3 separate regions of the Mus musculus genome follow, and regions 1 and 3 are each linked to region 2. A link is a contact called in public ChIA-PET data. All regions are on one chromosome and are shown on one strand. Each heading gives the region's core, a stretch centred on a gene start, on an enhancer-like site or on the middle of the called end of the contact. The rest is flanking DNA. Distances are from core to core; before and after follow the strand shown. Region 1 overlaps Plcl2 (phospholipase C-like 2). Region 2 has its middle 38 kb from the start of Dazl. Region 3 overlaps Plcl2 (phospholipase C-like 2).

Evidence for each region. ChIA-PET counts read pairs in DNA pulled down with a chosen protein or histone mark.
Region 1: a contact with region 2 is called in an RNA polymerase II ChIA-PET map of memory CD8 T cells, with 28 read pairs. The contact joins two enhancer-like sites. A contact is called at or near these places in 1 of 39 promoter capture datasets (frontonasal cranial neural crest), 6 of 115 datasets of contacts at active chromatin or transcription factors (T-cell acute lymphoblastic leukemia, bone marrow-derived macrophages, craniofacial prominence and 2 more) and 2 of 9 other capture datasets (adipose tissue and pancreatic islet).
Region 3: an RNA polymerase II ChIA-PET map of memory CD8 T cells shows a contact between it and region 2, with 13 read pairs. The contact joins two enhancer-like sites. A contact is called at or near these places in 4 of 115 datasets of contacts at active chromatin or transcription factors (CD8 T cells, effector CD8 T cells, extraembryonic endoderm stem cells and 1 more) and 1 of 9 other capture datasets (embryonic stem cells).

Annotation. Positions count from the first base shown.
Region 1 is chr17:50,523,355-50,526,751 of GRCm38.p6, forward strand. The region is part of intron 1 of Plcl2 (phospholipase C-like 2); the gene reads left to right. Among named protein-coding and RNA genes, the nearest start is that of Plcl2, 16 kb to the left of the region's middle. Within about 2 kb of position 1,832, at least 49 of the 459 cell types and tissues checked have an H3K27ac peak or open chromatin away from gene starts, as enhancers often do. A contact at or near this core is called in T-cell acute lymphoblastic leukemia and memory CD8 T cells, where this site is marked.
Region 2 is chr17:50,330,245-50,333,354 of GRCm38.p6, forward strand. No RefSeq gene overlaps it. Among named protein-coding and RNA genes, the nearest start is that of Dazl, 38 kb to the left of the region's middle. Within about 2 kb of position 1,272, at least 83 of the 459 cell types and tissues checked have an H3K27ac peak or open chromatin away from gene starts, as enhancers often do. A contact at or near this core is called in CD8 T cells, T-cell acute lymphoblastic leukemia and memory CD8 T cells, where this site is marked.
Region 3 is chr17:50,579,113-50,582,478 of GRCm38.p6, forward strand. All of the region lies in intron 1 of Plcl2 (phospholipase C-like 2), which reads left to right. Among named protein-coding and RNA genes, the nearest start is that of Plcl2, 71 kb to the left of the region's middle. Within about 2 kb of position 1,494, at least 40 of the 459 cell types and tissues checked have an H3K27ac peak or open chromatin away from gene starts, as enhancers often do. A contact at or near this core is called in CD8 T cells and memory CD8 T cells, where this site is marked.

The DNA.
Region 1 (3,397 bases), core at 582-3,081, 190 kb after region 2:
TTCATTTGTGTCCATTGAATCAGTTTGAACTAAAGGGGATTTATTTATTTTTTATAGACGTTGACAAGCTTAAATTATAGCTTATTGTTCAAAGAGATTTATGATCATTATGATTTTAATAGTATGAATGTGTATTCCCCAAGGGCACTGAGGTCTTGGTCCCAGGATGGCAGTGTTGGGAAGTGATGGAGTGTTTAGGAGGTGGAGCCTGGTCAAAATTCTTTAAACCACTGAGAGTGTGCCTCCTAAATGGGGATGATGGGACTGAATCCTCACCTTTATCTGCTTCCCAGACATGAAGCTAACAGTGTGTTCCGTTAAGTACTCCTATCCATTACCATCCACTACACCCACCAGAAGCCCCAACTTCAGAACAATAAGCATATTTATATTAACTATATCCCAGGTGTATTGTTATGGCAATGGGATCTACTAATATAATGCTATTAAAATAAAATGAAAGATTCCTTGTAGCAAGACTTAGGTATAACTTTAGAATTTTCACTCTGGAATGTCATGGAAGGGAATCATGTACGTATCTAGCACCGATATGCCTCTACCAGCAACGTCTGTTCATCTTCGAGGAGCTTGGCTCATTTTCTGTGGGTTGGTTCGCTTAAAAGCACAAAGCAAAACTTAATTGGAATCTGCCTCAAACATTTGCGTCTTAGACACGGTGTTAGAAGTTAGGAGTAGGCAAATACGAGCATTTTGGAAAAGGAGAATTTACATGGATTTATTTTCTTTTAGATTTTAAACTTGAAAACCTTTACATTTTAAAGTCTAACCATCTCATCCTGTGATCCATAATCCATACTTTTCCATTACTTTGAAACTATTTGTGTGAAAATATTATTTATTTTTATGCAAATGTTGGTACAGAACAATCAGATATCAGGTAGGATCCATTGCCTTTAGGTGAGATCTGGAAGTTGGCATTGGTGACTTTCACTTTCTGGGCACCGATCTATCCTGACATGCACCTAGACCCTTGAGCAAGTCTATTAGGGTTTCTATAGCTGTGATAAAAGGTAATGGCCATAAGCATCTTTTGTTTTGTGTTGTTTTGTTTGTTTTCGAGACAGGGTTTCTCTGTGTAGCCCTGGCTGTCCTGGAACTCACTCTGTAGACCCGGCTGGCCTCGAACTCAGAAATCCACCTGCTTCTGCCTCCTAAGTGCTGGGATTAAAGGCGTGAGCCACCACTACCCTGCTGACCGTAAGCATTCTTGTGGAGGAAAGGGTTTATTTTATTTTATAGCTTATAATCTAGCATCCAGGGAAGTCAGGGCAGGAACCTGGAGGCAGGGACGGATGGAGGAGGGCTGCTTCTGGCTTGTTCCTATGGTTTGCTCAGCCTGCTTTCTTATAGAACTCAGAACCACCAGCCCAGGGTAGCACTGCTTACAATGAGCTGGGCCCACCTACATCCACTGTCAAGAAAATGCACCACATGCTTGCCCACGGGCTAATCTGGTTGGGAATTTTCTTAACTTAGGTTCCCCCATCCACTATGACTATAGGTGTGTGTCAAGTTGACATAAAAGTAGCTCACACAGAAAGCAGGGATACATTGAACTTCTGCTCTTTATTTTACTTTCATTGCTGAGGATGTAATAGATGAGGCCCCTGAGCTGGCTTCACAGCAGAGCATTTGCCAGTGGAAGTGTGGAATCTGTAGGAGTTCTGGTGTGTCTACCACGGTGCACCCATATGGGGTGAGAGGATATAGACTGATGGTTGAGAGAGGTTGGGTGTCGTGCAACCAAGTGGGAGGAGAAGCCACACCCAGTGGGAGGCGTCCTGTGAAGCTTTATTTCTGGGAAATGGTCAAATTGGGTTTGTGGCTGTGTGCAGAAGAAAAGATTTGCAGGAGATCCTGTAGAGCGGTGCTGTATACTCAAGGTTCTGAGGTTTCTTTTGATGTTCTCCAAGAACTTCTGGCAAGGCGGGTCCCTTCAGCCCACGCTTTTGTAATAAGCCAGTTAGCATTCTTCAGTTGTGAGCCTCTGTTGGTTTTCATCATTTACGTGTGAATGAGGACTGCCCAATAGTTACTTTTTGTGGTCTTTTGGAAAGTGCAGTGTTCATGGATGCCTTAGACTGTGCTGGTAAGAAAGTGTTGGTCCCAGGGAATAGACCGTCAGATGTAGGCAGATAATCTGACTTTGCTGATTATCAAACAAACAAACAAAAAACACCCCCATGTCCTGAGTTACCTCTAGCTTTCCATGTCCCTATTCATTTTTGTCAATTGTGCTGTCTAGTAATCCTGAAAAACTGAGTGCATGATCTCTGGCACTGTTGTTAAATTGGCAGAGCCAGGGACATGCTTTTTCACTTTTTAGCCTTTTCAGATTTGGGTAAAGACAAAAACAAAATCACCACCCCCACTCGCACCCCCACATTAATAATAAAATCATATAGAATTTGTTTCCACCGAGGTCTACTGGTTTTCTAGAGAACCAGGTGTAAGGGAGTTTGTGTAACCGAGGAAAGATGTGTAGGAGACCTTTCAAAGAGGCAGACTTTGTAGGGGGAGAGCTTACTGGTGGGCTGGCCTATTTGGTGGCTTATTGGCCCTGTGAATGAGGTCTTTCAGTTCAGTCTTTGCTGTTCCCACACTGGTTGCTGTTCAAAAGCTGGGAGTGCTTTTATCCAGCTGCTGCTCTGGACACACAGCCTGTAAGCAGAAAGCCACATGCATCTGCAGGCTTGAGTCAGAAGTGCTTTGCAGTTGGCAGCCTCATTGCAAGCAGAAGCCACGGACTCCAGGAAAAACAACAGACTGTCTTTTAAAATTACTTGGTTTCCATAGCCTCCTGTTCAAATATGTACTGGGTTCTCTCCCTAATGACACACATGGCATCGGAATGGCTGTCCTTAACCATATAGAGACAAATAGGGTGTGTGGGCACAGGGAGTGATGCAGGTAGATGTAGCCAGAAGAGACAAAGGACTTTCATTCTGCTGTGCGCACACTATCCCAAAGGTGGTAGAGTGGTCCTCATTCCCTTCTTGGCACCACATGTCTCTGATATCACTAAAACAAAACCTAGAAGTCGCAGGGCGGACTTCAGTCTCACCCTCTGTATTAAACTAAAGTAGAAGGCCGCTCATGGAGATGGCGCTCGAAAGGCTCGCTTCTTGTTCTACCTGCAAGTCTTTGTCTTTTAGGTGCTACCAATCGACTACTTAGACTTTAAAATCCCATGTGAGAAAATGAACTGCCAGTTGTAAAATTTCACGCAGAAATGGATTGTGGGGGCTGGTGAGATGGCTCAGTGGGTAAGAGCACCCGACTGCTCTTCCGAAGGTCTGGAGTTCAAATCCCAGCAACCACATGGTGGCTCACAACCATCCTTAACGAGGTCTGACTCCCTCTTCTGGAGTGCCTG
Region 2 (3,110 bases), core at 22-2,521:
GAGAGACAGAGAGACAGACAGAGAGAGACAGAGAGGGAGAAAGGGAACTTTCTAAGTCCTTGCTTAGCACAGTGCTGGGAACACAGTAAGGACTCAAAATCAGTGGTAGCCACTGTCACTGCTATAGTAATCATCACAATTATTCATCATATGGAACCACGGCTTGGCAATATTAGCTGTGAGAACTGAAGTCTGTCTCTCTTTGCTCTACTTCCTTTTTTGACATTTGCTTACTCATTTATTGTGTCACTTATAAAAGATGATTATGACCTTGTGTGACCAAATGTAGCTGCTTTCTCATTCAGGTATATGTATGCTGTATGGAGGTTGTAATTATTTGTTTTTTTTTTTTTTTTTTTTTTGATGAAGGTACTGAAAGGTCTGAAGAACCACAGCTCTGACTCTCATTGACTTTTTTGAATTAGGACAAAGCAACAGCCAACTCTGATCCCTGTAAAGAGCATTAGTGAGGCAGAACTGGGCCTCATTCCATTGTTCCACAGACATTTGCAAATGATCGTAGAGATAAGTCTGGTGAATCAGTTGGGTGAGGTAGAAAGAATAAAGGGCTCAGTTCAAGCCTTGACAGTGATCTTTAACTCTAAGCCTCAAGTGCCCTCTCAGCAAAATGGGAGCACTAGTAGCTCCCACAGCTCAGGACTGTTACAGAGATGAAATCATACTATGCATAGAAAGAACACACGTGTTTATGGTACATTGCTGGTAGTCAGTAACTATCCAAACACATCTTGATGCAGGAGTTGGAAGGGTCTCAGATGATGTTGATCAGGGTCTCTAGACACAGAGCCTGAAAAAGAAAAAAAATATTTTTGTTTTGTTGTTGTTTTTTGTGAAAGTGACTTACTGAAGGAATATAACTTTTAAGAATAGCTCATAGGAAAACATAGCAAGGGAGAAGCCAAAGAACTTTGAGAAATGGTAGATTCTACCCTCAGTCTGACTCATGAGGGCCCAAGGGCATCCACAGAGCAGAGCACTTCCCCCACTTCCCCCACCCAGGCAGAGGCTGGCTCTTTTAAGTCTCCTATCAGTCACTCTGCAGATTGACTAGTGAATAGATAGATTCTTTAGCTTGAGCTCAGATAACATGAAAGGAAACAGGAGCTTGCAAGAGCAAAAAAAAAAAAAAAACCAAAAAAAACCAAAACCAAAACCAAAAAAACCAAACAAGTTGGGGAGAGGATGTTGGGATGGGAGCTGAAGACTTACAGAGTTTACCACACAGCCAATGGGAGCCGCTGAACTCTCATGAGTGGGGGCTGTAACTTGATAATGGGTGAGCCAGGTGCCTCGATGATCCTTTTATGGCATCTCTTTGTTGTCAGGCTGAAGATCACATTTTCTGCCCTGACCTTCAACCAGCTACTTTAATTGGAGCCCAATCCTGCCCCATCTCTTCAGGCTCAGTGTACCCTGGTGGTAGTATTGCACAGATGCCCAGCAGAGCCATCTGGGCTGCGCCTGTCCACCCCCCAGCCCCACCCATACTCACACACTTTAGGATCTTGGGAAAGCTGCTCCTTGTTTGCAAGGCAGTCATTAAAGACTAGATGGGACTGATAATTTTTATGGCCTGAAAAGACGGTAGGAGTTAACGGCAAAAGGGAGCCTTATCCACACAATGGCAGGGCCGTGCACAGGAGCATATTTCCACCCAGGGCCAGGATGTGCTTGCGGTCTGTTTCCTGTGTGTGGATGACAGTGTCACCAGCCAGCTTCCTGCTTCTGTTAGCACGCCATGCCTTACCCGACATTACGGACTCTGGAGCCTCAAGCCAGATCAGCTCGTTTTTCCTTGCCTTGCTTTTGTCCGTACCATCTTATCACAGCGACAGAAAAGTAACCTAGAAACTGATACCAGCGCGGCAGGGAACATGATTTCTGTGTTTTGGAGGGATGTAGAAGATTCTGGAACTTTGGAGTAAAAAAAAAAAAATGTTGAATGTTATAAGCAGAGCTTTGTGGGTGTTCTGGTAGGAGCCTGGAAGACAGTAATGAGGTCAGAGAGAGAGTCCAGCTCTAGAGGGTTCAGAGGGATACAAGGATTCTACCAACAAGTAGGCTGGTAAAGACTCTGGCTACCTTCTGCCCATGTCCCAAGAACGCGGCTGAGGGTAAATGAAAATGTGATAGGCTGATTTTATTGGCAGAGGAGATCTCAGGCAGTGTGATGTTGAGTCTGTGGAATGCTTATAACCAGTTACTCTCATACAGCCCTATAATGAAAAGTTGCAACAAATGAGGCAGAAAGAAGTGGGGAAATTGTGCAGTTTGGTGAAAAAAAATCACCAGAAAGCTTAGTAGTCTAGCTTAAGTCATGCAATGAAGAAGGGGCTGGGTTTAGCATGCTAAGTGGGCAGCCCAGTATGTATGGAAAGCACAAACTGGAGTCAGCGGGTTGTATGTGCAGGTTGTGTGTGTGAGTGTGTAGACACAGGCGCACCCCTGTGTACATAGACGCTTAGAGAAAAGGACATGAGTTTGAGAAGGGTGTTACTGGGGACTTGAAAGGAGTTGGAGGGGGAGAGGGAGTGGGGGAAATGATGTAAATACAATGTACTCATATATAAAATTCTCAAAGAATTTAAATAAACATTGAAATTAAAAATATAAAATGGAGATTTTAAAATACATAATTAAAAATTTTAAAGGCTAGACAGGAATATTATGTGGCCAGCAAAATTGCTGAGTTTCTCAGGTACCTCAGCCTCTATAGAAAGAATCATTTCTCAATTAAAATAGTGTGGTCTAGAGAGACGAGTCATAAAATATCAACAATTTCAAACTTTTATGCCCTTGTGAAAAATGTTACATGTTTTATTTTACGAAAATAATATGACTTCATTAAATGCATTTTAAAAAGCAAAGATTTTAGAGATATATTTAGCTAGGAAACAAGATTAAAGTGAATGAATATGTATCAAAAATTCTACTGGGATTAACCATAATATCTAGGCAGTATGAACACTTTGAAACTTTCCATAAATGTATATATAGTGATGTTACTTTTAATTTTCGTAAATTATTTTTGAGGTACTATTGTTATTTTTACTATTATTCTTATGTCGTTATTTTGTGTGAGGGAAGGA
Region 3 (3,366 bases), core at 244-2,743, 250 kb after region 2:
TCCGGCGATCCTTCTGTTTCTGTCCCCCTAACCCCAGCAGTGCTGAGGTCACGGACGTACATGGTTATAGCTCTTATTTTATATGTGTGTAGGGATTTGAACTCATCTCCTCATCTTTATGCAGAATATACTCTTAACTGCTGAGCCATATTGCCATTTTACTGAATTTGATTATATATGGAGATATTTAATGACACAGTGCATGGATAAAGCGAAAATATTATTTTGGATTAATTACCTTCATGGGAAATAAATGGTATGATACATAAATGCACATACACAATATCTATATATCTATATATTTGAAGCAGTATATCTTATCAAACTTTGAAAAAAGTAGCAGGTTGCCATGATCATCATGAATATGCAAAAACACAACTTGAGAAGCTTTTGACTTTTGATAGCTTTTCTGGAAAGAAACGTGTGTGTTAGTGGTGCTGGGAAGTTTTTGACCAGTCTGACACAAGCTAGAGTCACCTGGGAAGAAAGACCCTCAATGATGGAAGTGCCTCCACCCAGTTGGACTGTTGCAAAGGCTGTAAGGCATTTTCTTTCTGATGTAGGAGGTGACACTCAGAGCAGTGTCACCCCTGGGCAGGGGTCCTGGGTTGTACAAAGTAGCAAGTTGAGTGAGACATAGGGGAAGCCAGCCAGTAAGCAACACTCCTCCATGATCTCTGCTTCAGTTCCTGATCCAGGTTTGTGTCTTGAACTCTTACCCTCAATGATGAGTTGTGACCTGAGAGTTGTAATATGAAATAAACCCTTTCTTCTTCAAGTTGTTTTTCCTAGGAACATTTTAGAATATTCTATCCTAACAATTAAAAGCAAACCAGGACAGACTTTACTCCCAGAAGTAGGGTCTTGCTGGACAAATCTAACGTGTTTGTATTGGGATGATTACAGAATGGTTCTGGCGCTTTGGGCTGGGAAAGCTGTCAGGTGCACAGAACTCAATGGCTGTTAGGAGAACAATGCGGAGGCCCGTGTCTGTCTGCCTCCAGTGGCAGGATTACAAGGATTTTGCACTGTGATGGATTTTTATTTAGGTGCTGGGGAACTGAACTCAGACCCTACATGTGTGTGGCACTTTACAGTTTACCAACTGAGCCATCCCCCAAGTCTCAAGCATTCATTTTCCACATCTAAACTTTAAGAAGGCACAGTCACACAAAGTTTATACTGAGAGCTTATTCGGTGAATATAGTATTTAAAACTGGCTATCCACTCTTTAGGCTACCTCAAACCTTGGTTTTGTTTTGTTTTTATAGTTAGGTTGCAGTCTTATGACAGAAGAAGTGGTAACCCTTTTTGATTGTTAATAGGACAGTCTCTCAAGGTGACCCGTTGAAAGTGTAATACAAATGATTGTAAAACAGATGAAAATTTATTTGTGATATCCGTCCATGAAGGCTCCATTGTCATAAATGTTCACAGACCTGGTAAACACGGTTTGCTTTGGTGTCTTGTTAAATAGCAATGTGAAAGTGAAAGCTCTTTTTTTTTTCCTATTACTTATAGCTTTGTGTCAGTGAGCTACCACTTTTGGAACTCCTGCTCCCTCCACAGGAGGAGGTTAAAGAAAATACCAAGGGAAACAGGGAAACTGGTGGTCTGCTCCTTACTTCCATGTCTGTTGCCAGTCAGCAAGTTTGGGTCTAGACTCTGCTGCTGTGATAAAAGTCCATGACCAAAGCAACTTTTAATAGAGTACTTGGGCTTATAGCACTAGAAGGCTAAGCGTCCGTCGTCATCATGGAGGGGTGGAATGGCAGCGGTCAGGTACGGTATCTGGAGCTGCAAAGCAAGACTTCACATCTCAAATTGCAAGCATGAAACAGCAAATTGGGAATCTCAAAATCTGCCTCTGGTGACATACTTTCTCCAGCAAAGCAAGACATCTAAATCTCCCAAGCACCACACCACTGCAGACCAAGTGTTCAGATGCCCAGGACTGTGGGGACATTCTCATTTAACCATCATACTCCATATCACCACCACAGAGAGAAGAATGATCCAACCATAGAGAGATGCTGGTGGCTATGACGCTCTTGGGAATGTGATCATATACAAAGCTAATTAGTTTTCTTGCCGTAGAGCTCTGGCATGCCCAGGTGCCAGAGGACATGGTGTCCATGCAACAGACCCAGAATCCTGGCAACAGGCTGAGGTGATGCAGACTTCCTGCAAATGACTCTGTTCACATTAAGAAGTTTTGTTGCCAGTGAGGAAACATAGCTTTCTTTGCCAAGGCATAGAAAGACTCATGTGAGATTTTTTAGTCAGTTCTTCTTTTAGAACGGTGGTTCCCAACCTTCCTAATGTTGCAACCCTTTAATGCAGTTCCTCAGGTGTGTGGACCCCAATCATAGCATGACTTTTGTTGCTACTTCATAACCTCATTTTGCTACTCTTGTGAATTGTAATGTAAATGCCTAATAGGATACCTGATTGCGTGACTCCTGTGAAAGGGCTGTTTAACCACAAAGGGTTATCGGGACCCACGGGTTAAGAACTGCTGTTTTAGAACTTTCAGTCGATAGTGTCACTTGCCAAAGAAAGATGATTTTCAAAAAATAGTAATTCTAGGGCATGATGAACTTTTGCTTGGGAATGTTTACTTACGTACACAACACCGATAATTTAATTATTATTCATCCCTTAGTGGCTTTGGGATGATCAGCCTTGGGGTGATTCTAAGCCCAGGAGGAGTGTGAATTTGACAAACACTTTAGAGTCAGCTGCTGCTGTGATTAATGTACCATAGGTCACATTTATTTTCTGATTAAAAGCCCCATAAGGGCTGACAAGATGGTTCTTGTCTTAAAAGCCCAGTGACCTGAATTCCACCGTCAGGACCTACATAAAGGAAGACATGTGCCCACACACCACTCACAATAATAGTAATATATAAAATTAAAAAAATTTAAAACTCTCAGTTACATCTATAGAATGAAATCTTGTTTCTTTTAGTCCTCATGTCCCTCAGCGTATGTTTTACATATGAACTGTTTGGAGTCTGATTTAATTTGAAATATTGCTTTGAAAAGAAATCCTGTCAAATCACTGGATCATAGTCGCCGTAATTTATATTTACTGGAGATGGGCTCATTTAAGATCGTAATACTAAAATATATTGATCAAATAGCAAAAACTTAAAAAGCTTATTTTCCATAGTTTATTACTCATTTAATTCAAGATAGTTTTACATCAGTTAGTCCTTCGTTCCTTTCTTAATTTTTGGTGTGCTTTAAAGATTTATATTGGGGATTTGGAAATGAGAGCCAACCGTAACATCCTGACTAAAACTGAGACTTCCCCTCCACTCTCAGCATCTAGGAGGGGTAAGTAACTTAATGGTAGCAA